Regions from separate parts of the Mus musculus genome. Here region 2 is linked to region 1. Evidence: chromatin contacts called from public promoter capture Hi-C data. All regions are on one chromosome and are shown on one strand. Each heading gives the region's core, a stretch centred on a gene start, on an enhancer-like site or on the middle of the called end of the contact. The rest is flanking DNA. Distances are from core to core; before and after follow the strand shown. Region 1 holds the start of Eml5 (echinoderm microtubule associated protein like 5). Region 2 has its middle 14 kb from the start of Gm40554.

Region 1 (6,986 bases), core at 2,295-4,794:
GCTAATAGGAAAACATACCAAATTAATTATATCCCATCCATGACCCTTCCTGGTATACATGATTTGAGAACTTTTGATAATATCCACTACTTTGCAAAATAAATGTTGGTAGGCAATAAATAACAAGAAAAACATAATTTAAACACTACCAGATCCTTTGGGGAAACCAGCTAGCAAAAGTTTCAAAATACAAACCAGATCATTGATAAGCCTCTTACCCTAAATATAGAACTTGCAACATAGTATAACAGTCTAAAAACTGTTGCAAACACCTACTAGAGAAATTGAAACAAACGAACTTGAAACACGCGCACGCAGGGGAGAGCACAAAAGGAAAACATCTTGTATTATTTTGGCATTGAAGTTCACATCTAAGTATAAACAAGTTATTGGAATAATTAGCAGTAAAAGAATAATGCCTAGAGAAGTGGAGTACACACAGACAAGGGCAAAAGAAGGCAGACAAATATAAGGCTGCAATAAAATGTCATATCATCCTCGGTGACAGTAAGAGTATAGAAGCATCAAACAAATAACAGACTATTCAAACTTTAAAACCAACATAGCACTTACAGATTTAAAACCAAATGATAATTGCCAGTTCACTTTAGAACAGTCTCAGCCTAAAGTTATATTTCACCAACAAATCACAAGGAAATTTTAAGTAGATATAGAAATAAAACTCATGAAAATATTTTCATTAAGGCTAATTAAATCATAACATGGCTTTCTAACCATCTGTTACATGCATGAATGCTGTATCTTCTGCTGTGAAATAGTGAGAAATTACTGGAGTGGTTTCTATGCTTACAGGTTAAGCACTGAATTGAAAAAAAAACAGGTTTTAATATTTGACTATTCTATTTCACAAGAATAATTTGTCATTATCTGAAATACAATTTCCAAAGTACTTCCATTTCTCAACTATATTCTTAGTATTGTATTAAATTTGTGCCACAATCTTTAATACACTGCATGGTTTCAACTTTACTGCCCACAACAACTTTTCAGATCTTTTTAAATTGCCATAAATTATATAATAATATATCGTTTGCATCAAATCACAGACATGTAGAGTATGTTTGCAATTTGAAGTGTTTTGAGATGCATGTATGGGTTGCACAACTTTTGCACAAGACAAAAGTACAACCTTCCTTACAGTTTACTCAAAAAAATATAAAAACCACAGTCAGCGTAGCTCAGTGAGCCAGCGCTTAACCATTTGTGAGGCCTATTTGTTCAATCTGCAGTATGACCAAAAAAAAAAAAAAAAAAAGTCAAACAGTGTGCTATATAACACAGCCTCTAACTACTGCTAGGAGAATGAAGGCATAGCTTCATCTTCCTCTCAAATAAACCCCATCAAGTTTTGGAAAACTTCCATACAAACAGGGTCTTGCACTCATGATCACACCCGCCATATCCTTCACGTCCTCACCACTAACTTAATTTAACCTGGTAATATCTGGTGGGAGGCTGCTACTCAAAAGCTATTCATGTAGTTTTGTAAAGCTAGAGGCCCAATCCATACAGAAGGACAGACATGGCAGGACAGAGGGAAAAGAAAAGAAAATGAGATAACTCTCTTCTTGGGGTGAATAAGATGGGAAATTACTATTAACTTCTGTTCAAATTAGTGATTTGGGGCTTTCACTAGGTCTCATGCCTTGACTACCACTACAACAGAAAATTCCTAAATTGAGAAAAATAAAACTGCTTGTCAGATTCCTTTCCAAAAAACTAGAATCTGGAAAACCTTCACTGCAGTGTCTAATGAACAAGAGAATGATAATAAGCCCCCACCAAGCCTTCCCTTCTCTGCAATCTTATATGCTGTTAACTTTTACTTTGTTCCATCCCAGCTGACCTTCCAATTGCCTGGGGTCCCCTTCCCCCTTATATATGTACAGAGAGCTAAAATAACAATCTCGTAGAGTTTCAGCACCAGAGTGTCTTGCTTACGCTGCATCAAACCACTATACTGATTTTTGATGTGCCTAATTCGAAACATCCACGAAGAAACAAATATGCCTGCTCACAGAACCCGGGTCAAGAACACAGAAGCAACAACATAACACACTTGCAAATTTTTCTGTAATACATTCGCTTTGTTGGAAGACAGAAATGTGCTTGAGGCAATAATCAATTCAAACGCTCCCAACTTTAACATTAGAGTTCGACTGAAATGTGGAAAATTACCCTTTATATGTACAGCTTACCAAACATCTCGGCCAACGTTAAGATTCAGATCAATAGAGAGCAAGATACTGTCACCCTGTGATTGAAATTACTAATAAGAAAGTAAACTTAAGGTTACTCTGATGAAGATAAACAGAATCGGAAATCGGTGTGGTAAAGGTTATTTCTCATAAAAGACATACCCTCCAAGTGCCTTCCAGCGTGCGAATTTTAACCTCTAGTGAATTGCCTTCCGAGTAACACATGAGTTTCTTTGCTATCTGCTGATAATTGCAGATAGTGAAATCTGAACTAATAACTACGGCCAAGAGTTGAGTACCGCAGAGCTTGGGTTAGTCTTCTGTCAAGTGTTTCCTTTCCCTAGCGAAATAAGATTTCCTTTTTAACAAGAAACCAATCACGGAGTCTAAACTCCTGATGTTGATGGAACGGAAAAGGTCACAAATCCAGTCAAGCGAAGGCCTGCGGAGCATCCGTAGGCTCGCTCCCCTAGAAAAGGGCGCTGCGGAAAGCGGAGTGGTAAGTGGGTGGGCTCCGAACCAGATAGATGCACATCGCTGTCCTGGGTGATGCCCCTTTGCGTGAACGGCCACGACTTCCAGAAGGACAGGCAGCTGCAAACTCCGAGGGCGCTCGGCAGGGGTGACAGCGGTCCCCCTCCCACCCCACCCCTCCGCCTCCCCGAGCCCGTACCTGATGATGTCGTCGCTGTGGCCGCGGAAGAACTTCTGCCGATGCTCCCGCGGACTATACACCACGCCGACCCCCGCCACGAAGTACACGATCTCCTTGGCCGCCGTGTAGTAGAGGTTGTTGCGGCACTGGTGGCCCCGGTAGCCGTACACCCACTCGAGCCGCAGGTGGCAGCTCGGGGCGCTCCGAGCCGCCATGTCGGTGCGCCCACCCGTCGCTGCGGCTCGGGCCCGCGGTCGCCGCCGGGGCTGGGTGACGAAAGCTCTCCCGCTGGCGGCCCGGACGCTCCTCTAAGCCGAGCCCGGCAGGTGCATCTCGCTTGCGTGGCCGCCGCAGCCGCCGCCGCCGCTTCAGCCCACGGGCGGGAGGAAAAGCCTCGCCTCACCGAACATGCTGAGGGCCGCGAGCGCCGCCGGCTGTCCGGGAGCCTCGCGCGTCTGGGAGCTCGCCGTGTCCCCTCAGCCCAGTGCCTTAGGCTGGAAGACAACCAAGCGAAGAGGGGGGACGGGGACGCGCCTCCAGCCCGCTTCTTCTCCGCCCGCCCCGCGCACCGGACTCCCCGCCCGGGTCACCTGCGGCGCTCCGGTCTAGCCGCTACCTCGCCTCCACAGCCCCGGCGGAGCCGCGCCGCGCGCTCCCGAGCCCAGCTGAGTGGCGGGAGGGCGGAGCCGCGCGGCCCCGCCCCTCCCCTGCGCTAGCCCCACCTCTCAGGTGGCCCCGCCCCTCCCGGAGTAGAGCGGAATCAGAGAGCTCCCTGCTCACCACCACCAGGCTGTGGTTAACGCCCCCCGCCCCCCCGCCCCCCCCCCCCACGCAGTCCTCCCTACCAAGATCTAAGCACCCGTTCCCACCCTCGCGAGACCTGGATTACCCCACCCAGATTTGGATTCCTGTTGCTGGGTTTGCTTGCTCAGGAATCTCTGGGGAATCCCGCTTGCCCTTAGACCTCAGCTATTTCATATGCCAATGAATAACACCAGAATAGAATGTTCACTTTATTCTTTAATCGCCTCCTCCATACCTTACATATACGTGTGTGTTTGCTTATCATGGTGCTCTCTGGTCCAGAAATTTGGCAAGAAGAAAACCTAACCTCGCAAATGTGCTTTTGACACATTAGATACACTGTCCTAATAAATAGTCCTGGATTTGTTACTACTGTTGTTCAACAGGCCTCAAACTCATAATCCTCCTGTTTTTGTCTCCTGAATGCTGAGATTACAAATGTGCATCACTGTCCCCACCAAAACTCCGAACCCACCCCCCCCCCCCACGCACCCCACCACCACCCACCCCCACCCCGCTGGCAGATCTTTCAGCTGCTGTTTTGGATAGCAGCAATTATCTCTTGATTAAAATGAAGAAGGGCATGTTTTAAAGTAATTGTGAAATCAGATGGCCTAAATAATTGTGATCAGGTAGACTACTCCTGGAAGAGATGTTGACTATGTAACATCTATGTATGCTTAGAAAAAATTAAATATTTGTTGCCGTACATCGTGAAATATTAATCACTAGCTACATATAATTTTTATGAGGTAGGGTGTAGAAGAATAAGAATTTCTCTCTGTACAGTTTTTTTTTCAACACAATGTTTTACAGATCCCATGGTACATATTTAAGAACTTCAGATTAATACTAGATTTAAATAATTTATTTTCCCATTATCATATTTTCCATTGCAATTTTTAATGACCCAAGGGTAGAGTTTGAAGCAAAAACATTCTTAATTAAGCCATCCTCAGATGACAACTTAAGACCAAAAGAGATGACGGAGGCACAGCGGTGGCTGGAAAGTGAACCATTCATGAATACTAAAGAGAGGAAAGCAAATCTCACCAGTTCTCTATGCGATCTGTTAGCAGGGTCATGGCAGAGAAGTCAGTCAAGCCTTTACCCTGGACAAGGTGTTACCGCTTTCTGAAAGTCATGCAACCAGACCCCAGATATGGATCAACAAGTAAACATCTGGTGAACCATTTACGTAAAAGAACAATAATCCTTTGGTAATCTGATGCCTCCTAGTCCAGTCTGAAGCTACATAGTTCAGACATGTGGGGTGTATTCTAAAATTCAAGCAAATGGAGTTATTTGTGGTTTTCTGTTCATGTGTTGGCACCGAGATATGTATCCTCCAGCCTATAAAAGAAATGTAAGGTCAGCCATGGGCTGATGGCTAAGAAGGTGAGTGCTTGCTGCCCAAGTATAAGAACTGAGCTTCGCATCTCCAGGTCTCACATAAAAAGCTGACTGCTAAGGAGGCAGAGACAGGTGTATCATGGCGGTTCACTAACCGTAAAGCCCAGCTAAAACGACTGAGGCCCAGGTTCAGCGGAAGACTGGGCTAGCAAAATGGTTCAGTAGGTAAAAGAGCTTGTCCCCATATCTGACAACTGTAGTTTGACCCCTGAGAACCATGTATATTACAAAGAAGCAACCCATGCACATTGTCCTCTGATTCTCACTTACACATGTGCCCCTGGTAGTCACCAATAAATAGATAGATAGATAGATAAATGTGATTTTAAAATTTTAGTAAGATGCATAGAGGAAGACAACACTGAGCTCTAGCCTCTCTACCCATACATGCAAAGGCATGTCCGCATGCATGTGTACATACATAAACAGATATACACATATGAAGTAAAGCAAGTGAAACATACATTGCTGAAATTTGTGATATTATAGCTATTGACTTCATGCGTTATAAATTATAATAGTTTTAATTTCTACAACCAGGCCTTTGGTCACTCTTTTTTGTGTACAGAACTTAACACAGATGTTCCTTATTTTTATCTCAATCATTAAATGTAAAACAAAATATTATGTACTTAAAATAGGAAACCTCTTGTTTTTATCTGAAAACAATCATTTTCTGATACCTGTACTATATTATTGTATTAGTAAGAATTTATTTGGTTATATGTAATTGAAAGTCATTCCCACTGCCTTAGATTAAAGAGAATTATAATGTATCAAAAGGCCGAAAAGTACATCAATGGACTTGAAAGCTAAGATGCCAATAATTAGAATCAGAACCCGGCCATTAGACTTAACCCAGATTTACCTGGTGTTGGTTCAGTTGCCAGACAAGCAAAATAATTGCCAACAGCTCCATCTATAGACCAATCCCCCTTAGCTTGGAATCCCTGTGGAAATAGCTTTTTTCTTTTGGCTGTCCCCTGGAAACTAGTAGACATCATCTTCATGGTCTCTAATTAGCTGACGTGAGTTGTGGATCCCCCTTAGAAGCCACAGAGTAGTAGTGCTAGGTGGGTCAAAGCCACAGGAAGAGAGAATGGGAAAGACCCAGCCTTCCAGTTTAAGAAGGGATGGATGCCACTAGCGATCCTCGGGGTTGGCTTGGATGCTCTATCATCCCCTGTCTTCATCTACCAAACCAAAGACGCCTGCAATTTAATTAAAAACAGGTGTAAATAAATGCAGCTCTGGGACAAGGCTCCTTCTAAACCAGACTGGCACCCAAAACTCCTCCTGTGAAGGAGAGCCAGATGTCAGACTGGCAAAAACAACAGATGTCCCCTGCCTGAGAACAACGATCCCACAAGCCTACTAGACTCCACCCAAAGCTTTTATAAATTGGCATATAATCCAAATAAAGTAAGTCCCATACCAAATTATCTTTTCCTGCACACCAACACACCTTAAACATCACCTTTTTTTAAATAGTAAATTAAAAAAAAAAAGAACAACTACTATTACCTTAGTTATGCAGATTGGCAAGATGAGTTTCCTTTTGATCTTCAACGCTTCCCGCCTCCCAAACATGGCTACCAAGTCCTCACTGACTCCCACTCCTGTCTCTACATCAACACTCACTCTCCCAGCCGCCCACTGCCACAGTTCAGTTCAACTTCCAATTCCCTCTTCTTTAGAGTCTGAATTCGCTAGTGCTTGAATTACCTGTAGAAAGGAAATTCTGTGTCTGGAACCTTATGATGGCCTTCTTTAGCTCATCAATTCCCCACGGAGAATTCATCCAATATAATAGCCAAGACTGGAGAAGCCTGGTATGGTGGTAACACTGTTAGCCTAGCACTTAGGTGGCAGAAGCAGGCAGATCTCTGTGACTT
Region 2 (6,904 bases), core at 2,970-5,469, 110 kb after region 1:
TAAAGGAATTCAGGAATTCATGGAAAAAGCATATATATATATATATATATGTATGTATATATATATATGTATATATATATAATTCATGTAAGGAATGTCATTTTTTCTTTAAAGAAATAGTTGTGTATAACTGATAAGAACTTGCCATATGGGAAGGTAGGGTGTTGTCAGTAATTAATAAACATGAAGTCCAATGGTACATTAGCCACAATTTCTAAAAGTCTACATAAAAATGCCAAGCAGAAAATCACAAATACATTTCATTCATTGAATATTCCAACTCTTTTGTAAAGGAAAGGAAAAATAAGTTATTTCATGGTTTAAAAGACACTACCCCATAGATTCCAATACAACTGCTTCCATAAAACATATAGAACAATGCCACTGTCATGCACTTGATTTATTTTTATTGTTACTGTGTTTGAGATAGTGACTTTCTGATCTCCACTGTCTGAGGTGGAGCAATCCTCTAACCTTGGCTTCCCACAAAGAAGCAACTGTAGGTCACCACCACCAATGTTGAACGTAAAGATTATCTTAAAGAACAGAAATTAAAAACACCTGCACATCATTCTGTAAGAATGGGCCCTTCATAGACAGAGCAGTTATAACCTTTAATACCTTTAGGAGTCTGTATTTGCTGTGTACATCCCAAATGTCAATTTGCATTGAGTCTTCCATATTTTTAACCTTCATTTAAATACATGAGAAATTTCTACAGGGCTTTGACACTATCAGAAGGATGCCAGCATCCCCGCTTTTTTTTTTTTTTTTTGGCTTCATGGTCCAACAATATATGAGGTAGATTAGCTTTGTCTTCTTACACCAGTAGTACTTCTGGCAGCTGTCATAGCTCTTCCTAAAAGGGGATCTAGCTGGAACATCAGTGTCCACCATAGTCTGCCTTTGTGTATATAGATCCAGATTCAAATACATCCTGGAAGCATATTCTGCTATCTCTTTGCTGAGGAGAGGAGATCCCAGAAGATGAAGAAGAGGGGAGGGGTGAAGGGAGAGGGGGAGGAGAGGGAGAATTTTTAGGAACATACAATGGAAAGCACACAGAATCCCATCATTCAAATGGTTAGTGTGATGTGTGACTGTGACTCTGTGTGTGTGTGTGTGTGTGTGTGTGTGTGTGTGTGTGTGTTTAGATATGGAACTCAGGGCCTCATAAAACCTAGGTAAGTGCTCTCTCTACCAGTGAGCTACATCCCTGGCATCCATTACTTCTTAAATTTATTCACTTTATTTGTAGTATCTTTCCTTATATGTAGTTGATTATCTTAAAATAAAAACTCCATGTAGACATATGAACTTTAGTTTTGAAGCATACCAGTTTATTGTAAATGTTCTTCAAGCTCTGTAAATCAGGGTACCCAATGAAGCACAAACAACTTAGGCTAATTATACTTCTCTCTAGATAGTATTCCTCAAAGCCATTTTACTGTTAAGAACTGTTGATTTTGAAGTTTAGCAATAAACAAGATGACTTATCTTTCGATGACAAGGAAAAGCATGTTATAATTCAGGGCATATGTAATAGCAATGGTTGCAATATTATAAGACATTTACTCACATAACTCAATAGCCACATTATGAATTTTATGTGTATTTTTACTGTACTACTGATGATGAAATTGAGGATCAGAGAGAGCCATAACCCAGAGCTGCAGTTCATCTATAGATTTCCTGACTTCAAATTCCATATGTCAAACACGGTCAGTAATTAGGACAGGTTTGCTGGGCATTGAAAAAAGATGTCAAAGACAGTTATCAGTGCCTGAATGGCTTCCCCAAGAGTCTCCATCTACAAGACCATGGGGTTGGGGGGTGAGTGCCAAGTGATCCACCAAAAGGAGGACTGCCACCCTTTTACTGGGTGCTACTTAGGAATACTACTTACTGGCTTGCTCCTAATGGCTTGCTCACTCTGCTTTCTTATACACCCCAGGACCAACTGCCTAGAGGACAAAAATTAACAGCACACAATCCTGGACCACACATTCTAGAAGATTCCTTTTATGTGAAACATCAAAATAGAGTTCTTTTGTGCCCTTAAAAGTAAGATAATGCTTAGGGGGTGGAAAGAACAGCCACTGGGAGGGATCATGTGAAGCCTCCTGAGGCTTTTGCTTTCAAAATCTGAGTACTGTACATTCCCAATTCTTTTAGCCAAACTTGATGGAGGTTCTACTAGATTACTAATAAGACGCAGAAGAAAAGAAGTAAACAAGAGCGCCCATGATAATAGAACGAATCCACATCGTTTCTATGAAAGGATTTCATCTCGGCTTCCATGTGTAGGGAGGAAGTGGTACATTTATTTGGCCTTTTTATTTCTATTGTTGCCCCCTCCCAACATGCTCCAGTGATCACAGAAGTGTCATGCTGTGAGATAATTTACGCTTGCTCCAACCTACTTTGGGAAGTTCAGAGCAATGGGCTGCAGGGCACAGTTCTAAGCAGCTTTGAAGTCTGATTGCATTATTTCTATGTAATGCAAATTGACAAGGTCTCTAAATTAGGCAACTAACTAGAAAATGAGGTCTGAAAGCCAGGTTTAGTAGCAGCCGGGATTCTGCCCCAAGGACATATCTGTGGCCAGGGCTTGGGTCTGGAGTCATTTTCCATACAAGGAATCTGCATGATAACTAGGAGGGAAAAGATCAAGTAGAGGGGTTAAAATATATCTAGGGGATTGAAACATTTGAGGGTTAACTAAACAAATATTTACATGGTAATTTTCATATGCCAAGCCCTGTAAGTGCTCACTCCATAAAGAATGAATCTTTCAACCTTTACAGCAAACCTGAGAATTACTATCATCGTCTTTTTAGTGTGAGCCTGTATGCATGTGTGCTTACACGTGAGCGTTGTGTGTGTATGTGATGTATGCATATGAATGTGTGGGTGTGTTCATGTGGAGGCCAGAGCAGAATGGAGGATGTTTTCCTATATTGTTCTTCACCTTATCTTGGTCTCTTAAGCTCACCGACTCAGACTGGTGGGCCAGCCAGTTCTGGAGTTCCACGGGTCTTCCTGTCTCCAGCACTGAGACACTAAGATTACATGCCCGCATCACCAGGCCCGGCTCTTTATGGAGGTGCTGGCATCTGAACCCAGGTACTCCTGCTTGCATTGCAAGGACCTTACTGACCAAGCCATCTCCCCATCCCCCACAGGGCACATTTGTTCATCCATTTATCCCTAATGTTTACGTACCCGACAAAGGTAAGGCCTCACTCTAGATGATTCATAGAGCATCTTATGTGCTGTCTGTTTTGATTCAAATCTCACATGGTCCTCCAGGGTACTTGTGGGCAGCTGTTCCTGTGTCAATTAACTTAAGATAAAGCCCCAAACACACGCCCAACACACACACAAACACACAAGCAAGCACACATATGCACACATGTATGTATGCACACACACGCTTAAAATCATAAGAGGAAGATAACAAAAATAATGATTTTTGCCTAACCTTGTTTATTATGGGAAAACTTTAAAGGTTTCCTTTAAACACAGTGGGGCCCAAATACAGCTGTTTGTAAGCCAAAGTTGATATTGTCTGTTCCTGCCTTAGCCTCTTAGCTTGACATGGAGAAGCAAACTGACTTACCAGAGAAGCTTGGCCAGGGTAGGGCTAGGGAGGGAGAGATGGGAATGGGAATAGGGCTAGAGATGTCTTTGCCATTTCACCAACATCTCAATCCTTGGATACAGGGGTGTGGCTTCATCTGGACGCTTAGAGGGCAGGGGTCATAGCTATTTGCCTTATTTCATCTTTGGCAGAAACATTCTTTGGTTTTGACTCATGGCAAGGCCCATTTTCATACAATCCCACCATGGCGGATGGTCTCAGAAAGGACACCATCTCTAGACTGACCCTTTTGGTTCAGAAGCCCAAAGCAATCACTTTGAAAGGGCCATCTTTGATGTACAAAGGCTGCGAAATTTAGGCCAATGCCGAACATTCCAAATGCCTCAGAAGCAGATAGATCGTCCTATGCCGGCCAAAGGAAGCCTAGGACAATGCAAAAATCCAAGGGAAGGGACATCGTAGTGCAGTCAGGGATCAAAGGCTTGAGTGAAGTCCGAGCCTCTTCAGAGCCGCCTTGGCCCTCCGCCCACGGTTTCAGCCCTGCACGGTTCTTTTTTGTCATGGAAATGAAGTTCCTTGAAAGCAGCAGATGAATTAATGAGCTGAAGATCCCAGGTTCCAAGTGGCATCTGTTCTTTAGCTCTGGGACCATCACCCCCTCTATGAGATCGCTGGGGCTGCTCTACAGCTTTCATTAGACTTCTAATTTAACACTCAGAGACGGACAGTGGGGGGAGTTCGTAATGGGCACGATGTGTGGCTCTCCTCAAGCAAACAAAAGTAACGCCAGGTCAGGCAGGAGAGGCGCGGCTGCTACCGAGAGATTTAAATAAAAAGCAGGGGCTGGGGCGGGGAGGGGAGGGCAGGGGGTGGGAGATACTTTGAGAAAGGGCACTTTATTTTTAGAAAAGAAAAGGAATTAGGAGATAATGGTTGCCACAGCAACAGAGCACTGCCTATATTCCATAGGCCCGGCTTTAACAGAACGGATTCCCTGGGGACTTTCGGAGAAAATATAGATGGAAATAAAAAGGCTGTCCAGGAACAATGTCGCACATTAGTCCAGCTGCCGTTTCACTGCCATTTTCCAAGCTCTTGCACCAAGGCCCTGCCTTCATTTAAAAACCCATCTCCGCATTTGGCGGGAAAAAAAAAAAAAGCTAAATGAGAATTTTATTTTGGCTTCCTTCCGCCATTCCTAATTGCGCTTTAAAAATTGAACATAGTCAATAAACAGTCACTTCATAATAATAATAATAATAATAATAATAATAATAATAAATAATAATAATATTAAGCAGAGAGGAACCTGGGGATTCTCTGTTGGAGAAGGGAGAGATGCTGAAGGTGACATTGACAGGATTTTGAATTGACCTAGAGGGACCCATGAACTGGTCGTTAATGGCTGGAGAATAGAATAGTCAAATTTTTGTGTTCTCTTGGAAGTTTAACTCTGATGGCTTTTTTCCCCCCCTTCTCTTTCTCGTGTGCATTTGTGTATGTGATGAGTGTGTTCATATGTGGGCATGTGTAGAGGCTTGGGGTGGACATGAGGCTGTCTTCTTCAATCACATCTCCTTATTGGTTTGATTGTTTGTTTACTTAAAGCAGTGTCTTTCACAGAATCCAGAGCTCAGCTCTTTGGCTAGACGAGCTGGCCCAGAAAACCTTCAGCTGTGCCTACCTCTGTCCTCTAGTACTGGCACTGCAAAGATGTGCCTCTGTGCCGTGCTTTTACAAGGGTGCTTGGGATCCAAGCTCAGGTCTTCGCACATGCACTGTGTACTGGCTAGTTTTGTGTCAACTTGACACACCTGGAGTTCTCACAGAGAAAGGAGCTTCAGTTGAGGAAATGCCTCCATGAGATCCAACTGTAAGGCATTTTCTCAATTAGTGATCAAGGGGGAAAGGCCCCTTCTGGGTGGGACCATCTCTGGGCTGGTAGTCTTGTGTTCTATAAGAGAGCAGGCTGAGCAAGACTGGTAAACAAGCCAATAAGGAACATCCCTCCATGGCCTCTGCATCAGCTCCTGCTTCCTGACCTGCTTGAGTTCCAGTCCTGACTTCCTTGGTGATGAACAGCAGTATGGAAGTGTAAGACAAATAAACCCTTTCCTCCCCAACTTGCTTCTTGGTCATGATGTTCGTGCAGGAATAGAAACCCTGACTAAGACACACAGCATCCACTTCACCCACTGAGCCATCTCACCAGCCCCATAAATGTTTTATTTTTTGAAGACTCAGATATTTTATTATAGTAATCGGAAGCAAACACCCCACATGTTAAGATGATTCTACAGAGAGAGGGGGCAGGGTATTTTAAGAAGCTATTTTATGAAATTGTGGTGTTCTACTTCCAAAATCTGCCGGAGTGCTAGCAGAGAGCAAATCTGCTAGGGAGTTCCATAGATGTGACAGTACTTGGTTGTGATGTGTGATGCTTTACTAATCACCAGGTGGGTTCAAATGATCGGATTGGTAGGAGTTTCTCCTCTCATTGACATTTTGACTTTATATCCTTGAGGAAAGATAATATCCTATCTGAGTCCTTAAAGAATTCAATCTCTGAGTCCCCAAAGCATTAAAAAAGTTCATTTAGGGCTGGAAATGTGGTTGAGAGGGTAAAGCTCTTGGCTATGCAAGTGTGAGGACCTGAGTTTAGATCCCAAGCAGCCCTGTAACTAAGAGACCCATGCTTCAGTTTAGAGGACCCAATGGCTGTGCCTCTTACCCAACACCTCTAAGCTTTCAGAGGCCCTCTTCCATAGAAAAACCCAAGGCAGGCCAAGCATCTGTTGGTGCCTTGTCTGTCACCTGATGAACATCTGACCAAGGCACTGCTCCCGTGGGGATGAGCTTTTGCCAACTAGGTTTTTTTTTTTTTGTCCCTGATTAATGGGGCAAAGAAAATGGGTTTTATAAGCATGGGGAGCTAACCACAGGCAAGGCTGTTCTGGGGATGCAAGGCTTCAGGGAAAATATTTTCATTTCATGAACTTTTGGGGTACCCATAACACTCTGAGAGCCCTCTGCAGGCCAATGAAGAAGACAGTTCCAGATGGTTAGTCTATAACTATCATCATGGGGGACATGATAGTAGTCAGACAGGCGTGGCGCTGGAGCAGTGGCCAAGAACTCATATCCTGATCCAAAAGTTGGAGGCAGAGAAAGAGGAGAAGAGAGAGAGAGAGAGAGAGAGAGAGAGAGAGAGAGAGAGAGAGAACAAACTGGGAAAAGGCACGAGCTTTTAAAACTTCCAAGCCTCCTCCAACATGACCACACCCCCTCATCCTTCCCAAG

Evidence for each region. Promoter capture Hi-C pulls out the DNA fragments that hold promoters and counts their contacts.
Region 2: a contact with region 1 is called in a promoter capture Hi-C map of hippocampal neurons, with 2.0 times the contacts expected there. The contact joins the enhancer-like site here to the promoter of Eml5 in region 1. A contact is called at or near these places in 4 of 39 promoter capture datasets (the 3T3-L1 cell line, HPC-7-derived erythroid cells, embryonic stem cells and 1 more), 3 of 484 Hi-C or Micro-C datasets (cerebral cortex, embryonic stem cells and nephron progenitors), 1 of 115 datasets of contacts at active chromatin or transcription factors (embryonic midbrain) and 1 of 9 other capture datasets (liver).

What each region holds. Positions count from the first base shown.
Region 1 is chr12:98,897,940-98,904,925 of GRCm38.p6, forward strand. It overlaps Eml5 (echinoderm microtubule associated protein like 5), which reads right to left and starts at 3,545. Exons shown (of 44, transcript NM_001081191.1): 1 at 2,893-3,545. The coding sequence starts at 3,089.
Region 2 is chr12:99,007,167-99,014,070 of GRCm38.p6, forward strand. No RefSeq gene overlaps it. Among named protein-coding and RNA genes, the nearest start is that of Gm40554, 14 kb to the right of the region's middle. Within about 2 kb of position 4,220, at least 46 of the 459 cell types and tissues checked have an H3K27ac peak or open chromatin away from gene starts, as enhancers often do. A contact at or near this core is called in cerebral cortex and hippocampal neurons, where this site is marked.